Regions from separate parts of the Mus musculus genome. Here region 2 is linked to region 1. Evidence: chromatin contacts called from public ChIA-PET data. All regions are on one chromosome and are shown on one strand. The core of a region is the stretch at or near the end of the contact, and the rest is flanking DNA. Distances in the headings are between cores, read along the strand shown.

What was found. ChIA-PET counts read pairs in DNA pulled down with a chosen protein or histone mark.
Region 2: an RNA polymerase II ChIA-PET map of memory CD8 T cells shows a contact between it and region 1, with 207 read pairs. The contact joins the enhancer-like site here to the promoter of 4930523C07Rik in region 1. A contact is called at or near these places in 3 of 484 Hi-C or Micro-C datasets (CD4 T cells, CD8 T cells and embryonic stem cells) and 3 of 115 datasets of contacts at active chromatin or transcription factors (CD8 T cells, effector CD8 T cells and memory CD8 T cells).

What each region holds. Positions count from the first base shown.
Region 1 is chr1:160,042,651-160,046,748 of GRCm38.p6, reverse strand. It overlaps 4930523C07Rik (RIKEN cDNA 4930523C07 gene), which reads right to left and starts at 2,369. Exons shown (of 3, transcript NM_001162896.1): 1 at 1,996-2,369. Gm37294 (predicted gene, 37294) reads left to right here and starts at 2,432. Exons shown (of 2, transcript NR_168324.1): 1 at 2,432-2,601.
Region 2 is chr1:160,306,942-160,311,039 of GRCm38.p6, reverse strand. All of the region lies in intron 19 of Rabgap1l (RAB GTPase activating protein 1-like), which reads left to right. Among named protein-coding and RNA genes, the nearest start is that of Mir1927, 13 kb to the right of the region's middle. Within about 2 kb of position 1,864, at least 130 of the 459 cell types and tissues checked have an H3K27ac peak or open chromatin away from gene starts, as enhancers often do. A contact at or near this core is called in CD8 T cells, effector CD8 T cells, embryonic stem cells and 1 more, where this site is marked.

The DNA.
Region 1 (4,098 bases), core at 1,120-3,619:
CCATTAATCCAGGATTAAGTCACAGTCTTAGGAATTCCTTTACCGGGTATCCCAGGAAAGCCTAAGCTATCTCCCTAGCCCACATCCCTCAGTGTCCATGTCCCCATGTAGCTCCCCTACTTCTCTTCTTCCCTCATCTGGCCAGTAATTCTTTCTCCAAACACAAATCTGAGAGGACCATTCCACTACCTAATAATGGCTTAGTATGCCTTGAAAGACATTCCGCTCTTGGCAGGAGAGGACAAATCCCCATTCCATGCTGCTCCTGTGTTGACTTCGGGAAAGCCTTTTCTTTGCCCACAGTACCTCTTCCCTGGGAAATGCTAGTCATATTCAAGATCTTGATTGTGCACCACTTCTGAAGTGCTGTCTTCCCAGACGACCATTGCTCCATCCTTTGTATGGTTTCACTTTTTACTATTATATAATGTACATTGCTCTGAACTGTGGTTTGTTTCCTAGTGTCTATTTGCCAGTCTGGTGGCTCTTTGAAAGTACAAACTACATCATCGCCTTAGATTCCATAGCCCTGGCACATTGCCCAACACACAGTAGGTACAGTGATGCTTAGCTAATGAGTGTGCCCCTTCCACGTTAAAACTGGTGCAGAAGCCTGCTGACTGTTTATTATCTTCTTGGGTTTGATCCTGTGGCTTTCACCTCTTTTGATTCTGTAGGCAAAATGTTGACAGTGCCCGAAATGTTGTTTTGTAATGGGCCTCTTTCCTAGAACGGTGTCATGGGTATAGAAGGGGAGGCAGAATTTCAGAAGAAGGGAGGTACCAGGCCAAGGGAAGACATATCAGACTAAGTGGTTGATAGATCTGAATTTTAGCTCAAAGCTAGGAGAGACCCTTGCAAAACTATCCTACCCATAACTATAGAATGTGAAAATTTAATTAAAAAAAATTACAAAACACAAACAAACCAGACACAGCTGCGTTTAACGCAGCAGTACCTTTCAGTTGCAGGGCTCTTTAGGTGGCGTTGATAAACTTTGTAAAAGGGTTAAGAACAAGATGCACCCGTGTCCATTTAAGACTTGTTCTTGGTCCCCAACAATACTTCAGAATGAAGATTCCCTAAAATTAGCTCCAGGTTCTCTCTCTCTTTCCAATGGTGGATGTAGCATAAAGGCTTTGGCAGGCAGGAGCTTGGAGTGGCTTGGGTGCTGCATTCCTAGCCTTCCTCATTGAGCAGACTGGGCAGAGCAGGCCTGCGGATTCTCATGGCTGGCTGGCTGGTGTTCATTAGGGCAAGCACTAGTCTTTGCTTTGGGTTCCCTTTCAGATAGGCAGGACTGGTGTTGAAAACAACAGCTATCCGGCTATCATTTACTTAACTACTGTTACACAAATCATTCCTACATAGCCCTTCAAAACAGGACCTGCTGTGTTTTCCAATCCACCTTTCTGGGTGGGAAGAAGATCAAGGACCATTTAGAGAGTTGGGAAAGTTCAGGAAAAAAAATGTGTCACACAAACTCTCTAGAGACTCAGAATGGCATACAGATCTCACTCCACCCCTTGGCTCCAGGCCACATTTTCAGTCTGGTAAGTCTTTTAGCCCCATTGAAATTATAGTTTCTTTTAGAATGAGTTTGTTTGTTTGTTTGGTTTTGTTTTGTTTTTAAATCCCAGAGGGTATGATTTTAGGAGCATCTCAAATACTGACTTTGCCCGTTTAGACAATGTCCATCTGGTCCTTTTCAAATGGCTCCTACCTGCAGCTGGTGTCAACTGGAGCTGAGAACTCCACCCCAAACTCCAGAGGAGCCCATGTGTCAGGCCAGGAGCAGAGAGAAGGTGAGAGACCTCTAGGAGGAAAGAATGAAAGCAACTGTGCAAACGGCTTCTTAGAAATAACCCCTTTATCTCACTTCTCTCAGGGGCGGATTCACTCTTCTATGGGAAAGTCCCCTTCCACAGCGGGGCAGCTCCCAAACTTATTTTGAAAACAACAGCACAAAGCGATACAGAAAGTTTTGAAACTCACCTTTGGGTCCGTTGGAAGGCTTCCCGCCGGCGGGACCGCTGGCTCTGTTCCGGTGCTCTGAAGTGACTTGGGCACAAGGGTGAGGTCTGGGTCCCTGCTCCTGCCTCTCCCTCCCACTGCCAGGTCCCGGGAGAGAGGCGGCGCTGCCGGTCAGTGGGTGCCACCAGTGTGATGTGGAGGAAAGCGCCCCCTGCGTCCCTGGCTGAGGTTTCACCGCACCCAGCTCTGCTACTGAGGTCAGGAACGCAACTTCCTGAATCTGACTGGCTGGCTCTGTCTCTCCTCAGCCCAACTCCTACCTTAAACTAGGAGGCACACGCCACAGCACACGCAGCGCGGGTGTCCTTCCTCCGGGTCTCCCGGCCAGTGTCCCCACTCCGCCCCACTGTGACGTTCTTTTGCCCCTCCGCCCCGAGCACGCCTCCTTCAGGACGCCAGAGCCAACTTTGCTCACAGACGCGCCAGTGTTCCCAGAGACGTGGGGTGTAAACTCCCAACCCTGGCCTAAGGAAAAAATAACAGCCCCGTGCTGTGGAATAAAGTCACCTTCCAGGAAAAGGGCTGGGGTGTCTAAAGGGAGAGCAATCCCCGGTGCCTCGTGACAAGGTATCTTTGTGTGTGCGCTCCATGGGAGTTACCTGGAGATGTTAGGAGCGCAGGAGGCAGGGACAACTAACTTCAAAAGTTCTCCCTTTTCATTTTATTTACTCCTTGTGAGCTTATATTCAGATCTCTTGTTTGTCTAACTCCGCCCCCAAATGTAAAGGTGGGGTGGTAGAGAGCTTGCTCAGTGCCTCCAAGGCTTCTGCAGGGAAGTTGGGAAGGTGTGATAGGCAGAAGCGGCTGTGGAGTATCTAGGGGCTTCCCCGGAATGACCTTGAGAGATCTTGCCATGATAAAGACCGGAGGTTCTACTCATTGGATTGTAGGTGTCAGGAGGGTGCGCAGCTGGTGCTTGCTTTCCAGTGGCTGGGCCTGAGCCATAGGGTCCTTCGGCCTTTGGGTGCCTGAATTAAAATGATTGGTGAAGCTAACTGTCACAACCGGGAAACAAGAGAGTTCCGGTTTACTCAAGAGAAGCCAGCTGGCTCTGGGTTGAAAGGCCAAAGAGAAAACCCAGCATTCATCCAGAAATGCCAAGGATAGTTGGTCCTGTAGTCTTCTTCCAAAGGCAGATTAAGTAGAGGTTTTCCCCCAGAAATCCCACAGAGAGAACTCGATCTAGATCTGTTGTTGTTCCTTTGAAACCGAGTCTCACTATATAGCCCCGGCAGGCCTGGAACTCACAATGTAGAAACAGGTTGGCCTCACAGAAATTTGCTGGGTTTAAGGACGTGTTTCACTATGCCCTACATAGATCTAGATTTGAATGATAATAAGAAGAGTGGTCCAAGTGATCTGTTGTGGGGGTGGGGTTGGGGGTGGGAGTAGTACGGTTAAGTGGGTAGGGCAGGGGGACGATCAGGCTCTGAAAGAAGACAGTTTTAGCAAGAGACAGCTATAGATGGATTCCACCAACAATTTAGTGGTGGATGGAAGGCTTCCATTGTGTGTCAAATCTGAAGCAGGGGTCTAGGGTCTAATGGACCAGGGAGCTGGAGGAAGACAGGCTTGGGGAATGACAGGAAACCTTAAGTGCAAACCCGGTGCGGTGATTGGAGACCGAGTCTCCCCCAGGACCTACACCGGACCTGTGTGAGATGTAATTTGCCCCCTTCCCCTGAGGATGGGGAGTAACTTTCTTCTGCAAGGTCATTGCTAATGTATAGTGGAGTTGAGATCTGAGTCTGAGTAGTTCTATCTAGTCCAGCCTATCCCTCATCACCATATCATCATCAGGAGAGAGAGTGGCTTCTATGGACAACTTCTGGGTTAACACCTGCTGAGCAGGGGGGAAGACAGTGGAAAATACTTTCCTGAACAACTTTATGGACAGGCTAGGCTGATGGTCACAATGCTTTCCAGAAACAACAACAACACAGAGAAATGAAGAACCTAAGGCAGTCACCATGAGCTCAGCACTTCAAAAACCAGATGCTTATCTGTAGGGCGGCATCCCAATGTTGTCTTAGTCCACAGGAAGACAGATCCAGAAAAAGTCTA
Region 2 (4,098 bases), core at 615-3,114, 260 kb before region 1:
GACTTGGGGGACAACAGCCTCCAGAGCAAATTACCCCTCAGTTCACCTTCTTAAAACAGCATTTAAAAACATGGCAGGACACTGCTCCGGATTCAAATCTATGTTTATACACATATGTGCCATGTAGAAACATCTGTACATACATGAGGGTGAATGATTATGAAAGTAGAAAACGAACCGTGGGAAGAGGACGGTTTTAAGGGAGAAGGAAGGAAAGAGGGAAAAAAAAACAGTAATGGGATAGTGTGACATTAGCAAGTGGCAGGAAGAAAAGAGACCAGCAGAGCCAGGCAGGGAGGGTGTGCCTGGCAGGGCAGGAGGGGTGTGATTAAGAACAAGGCACAGTGGCATTTGTATCACAGGCCAGAATGAAAACCATTGTTTTTGTGTGTTAATTTTAAAAGGTTCGGTGATTAAATCTTAAACTATTACCACATCTGGAAAACTCTCAAGTTATATTTTAGTTACTCTGATTGTAAGCAGAAAGGCTCTGAACATGTCAGAATTGCTTTTTCTTTGAATCCCTTTTTCTTGGTATAAAGACTTGTTATTGAAAATCTCCAGTTGTCTATCAAAGTAGACTGAATTTATCGAAACACTTAGCAACTCTGGGGAGTTCTTAATACCTACATTTCATGTTACCCCTTGCACTTTACTCTGATAGAGACTTAAAAGGCTTTCTCTCTTTGAAATCCCCCATTTAGCCCATTTAGTGGATGGAAACTAGACACATTGCTTTTGCTTTTCCTGCATGCTGGGGAAACCACTGATCCAGTCTCCCTCTCAATTTACGTGACAAGAGGAAACGGGAACCTAAGTTTAAGGGAGTCGCTCTGCAGGTAGACAGCTGGCTGGATCCTGTTTGAACTGGGGACCTGTGTTTACCAGGACTGCTTTGCTTTCTGCTGCCCGTTGATCCACTAAGTGGTGGTGTCCTCAGCGTTTGCATCTTTGGTCCTAGGTAATTCTCTGCCCCACTGCCATTTCTCCCAGTCAGTGGCATACTGTGAGGTTCAAAACTGCAGAAACTCTTGGGAGATGATCCAGTGGGTTTCAGGCACCCAGTGGACAGTGGGGGAGTCACAAGAAGGGTGTCTGTCTGGTGAAACTGAAAGACTAGTGATAAACGGGACAGTGAACAAAAGCTGCTGAAGTTGGGGAGAATGTTAGCAGACTGCTTCAGAGTCAGTAGAAAATGTCTTGGAAAAGAAAAATCGGTACAGCAACAAGTTTTTCCTAAGATCATCAGTTTTCAAAGAGCATGCTTTTTTGTTTATGTAAAGAAAAAAAACTTCATTTCCTAGCAAGATCCAGAATGTATATTTTAAGGCGTATTTAAGAATGGCAAAAATACAAAGAAAGGGCTTAGAAATCCTAGTCAGTGTTACTCAAGAAAATCTAAGCACTGTGGTGGACAGACAGGTATTTTGGATTTAGAAATGAAGCGTCAGTAGTATCTGGTCTCTGTGACCATTAGAGGATTCTTGAAGGAAGGAAGGAAGGTCGGAGCTTATAGAACTGTTTGTCCACCCTTTGTGTAAAGTTAAAACTATCTTTACAATCTTCAGTTGTCTTATAAATCGATTTTTGCACAGATTCTCTGATCCCTTAAGCCTTATGAGTTGAATGTGCAGCACCTTTAACGTGCCTGGGTCTGTTGTTCCCCCAGGTCCTATTTTTCCCCCTTGGGCTTTAAGTGTTCTTAACCAAGAAGATTACCTATTGTTTCTCTAAATGTGCTCTCGCTGGGCACAGAGGGGACTGCTCAAGTGAGGTTATAATTCCTGTTTGCCCCTGGGCGGTTGCCAGCACAAAGAAAGGCATGACGGGAAGTAGTTTGGTTACCTTTCACAACAGGTGTCTTTGTTGGTGCTATTCAGCTATCAGAGTGGCAGCACTGAGTCACTGCAGAAAGGGAAGAGGGGAAGCAGTTGCTCTGGCTTTCACATCTGGAGAGCCACGCTGCGAGGTAAACCTCCAAGTCTGCTGCCCTGATGAAAATATGACGAGGTCCACGCTATCTTTAAAAATACTACTGAAAAGATAGAAAGGAATTCAAAAGGTATGGACTGCCCGGATAATTCATGATGCCTTGAGTCCTGATTATCTTTTAATTTTTACTTGGCTATTCATCTTTAAGATAAATGTGCGGAGGAATTCTTAATGAAAGTAATTCTCTAAACACAAAGCTGCATTGTGGGGGAAAATGAAGTGAAAATGCTTTACTGGCTCCCGGAAGGGTCAAACATAGCTTGAAGTTGTTTTAATCATGAGAATTTATTTAAGATATTGCATTTTCTGTTTAAGTAAGCCTATTAGACTTGGCCGTTTCCTAGCAGAGGTGTTTGCCCTTCTGTGAGCAGGCACTTTACCACAGAACGCTTACAGGACTGCAGAGCTCCCAGTCACGGTTAAATGGCGCAAGGTGATACTAGTTAAGTAGACATGCTATGGGATAGGAAGAATTTTAGGAAAACCTAGGAAAATAGACCCTAGATTGCATTCTGAGTTTGTTTACCCATTCTCTCACAAGCCAGCGAATATAGATAATATAATCCTGGTATTGGTGATAAAACCTAAAGGCAACACATAGCGGTATTTCTTTTTACTTTAACAGATGTCACCAAATTAATGTTTAATACTAACAGAAAATACTTCTCAGTACTATTGTACTGGTAATACTCAGGGCAGGCACAGGAAGAGCAGGTAACATGTTTTTGGAGGAACGTTCCTGTCTTCCATTTTCTTTGCCTACACTGTCATGCATGGAATAAGCATGGGTGATTTATCTTAGTGGTTGAGAGAACTTTCCTTCTGAAAACATAAAGCCTGCTTACCATCTCCAGCTGCCCTCCAAAAACCACCTGTGGGAACTAAGGGATGGATAGTTTGTGACTATCTGCTGGTTTGAGTAATTAAAAGAAACTTTTAACTTTAAATATAAAAGGACTAAGAATATTTATCAGCAGGGAGAAAAACAGTTTATAAATGAAACCCTTGTGTTTCTCCAGAATCACATCAGATATTTGTATTTTTAGTGGGACAAAGGAAAATTATTATCAACTGGTATTGATGCCCCAAATGAATTGTTTCATTTTTATATTTTGGTACTTTTTTTTTTTTAACAGAATTACTCAGAAGGGAGAGAAATTCTTTTTTTCCCCCTTCCGTCTTCAGGAGATAAATTTTAACTGCACCAAGAATTCTATAAATTCTGAGAAATAATAATGGCTTATCATCTTTTTATTTTCTAAGAATAAGGAAAAATAAGCACTGATTGCTTTAAGAAAAATTGCTCTTCTTCCAAGAAGAATCTTCATGTGAATAATAATGAAGAGATGAACTGTTTGAAACTGAGTTACCGAGGACGTAACATAAATCAACTTTTGTTTGGGAGGAATTTCATATAGGCTATTTCTAGTAAGGAACCCTTCTTCTTTCTATTTTCTGAAGTGTAAAGAAGATTCCCGGCCTGGTGGTCTCATGCGCTGGGTTGAGAATGCAGGTGTTTTTGGTGTACACTTCCTGCAGAGATAAGAGACCTTGTGGTTTCCACTGGGGGTGAATTACTAGGCAAGTCTGTGATAGCAGCTGCCTTTTCTTTTTTCCTCCTCTCTTACCCGCTGGGTTTTGACACCCAGCCCCTGGCTCTCAAGTGGGTGTGTGCACTGAGCTGCCCTAAGACCGTTTCCCTGGATAGTCTGGTCTGGAGCTGGGGCAGCAGCAGCTGCTGTGAAGAAGCCAACTGGCAAGATGATGGAAGAAATCTCCATTATGGTAGCCTATGACGCCCATGTTTTCAGCCAGCTGCATGATGAAGACTTCCTCACTAGCCTGGTGGCCACCAGCAAGCCCAGGTCCATGGTAGGTGGCACCTTGCACACTACACTGGCCTTCTCTTTCTGTAACATAATGGGCACCTTCCATAGCAAGAGAGGGGTAGGTTCTTGTGAGGTAAACGGAAGCACTGCTGCTGACTGCACTACAGGCCACAGCGAGGTCTGCAGGCTTTCAGTGGGTTTGTTTAATAAACAAACACTGTTCTATGTCGGTAATATGCTTTAAATGCTTCTGTAGTGAGGTTGAGAAGAGTTTTAG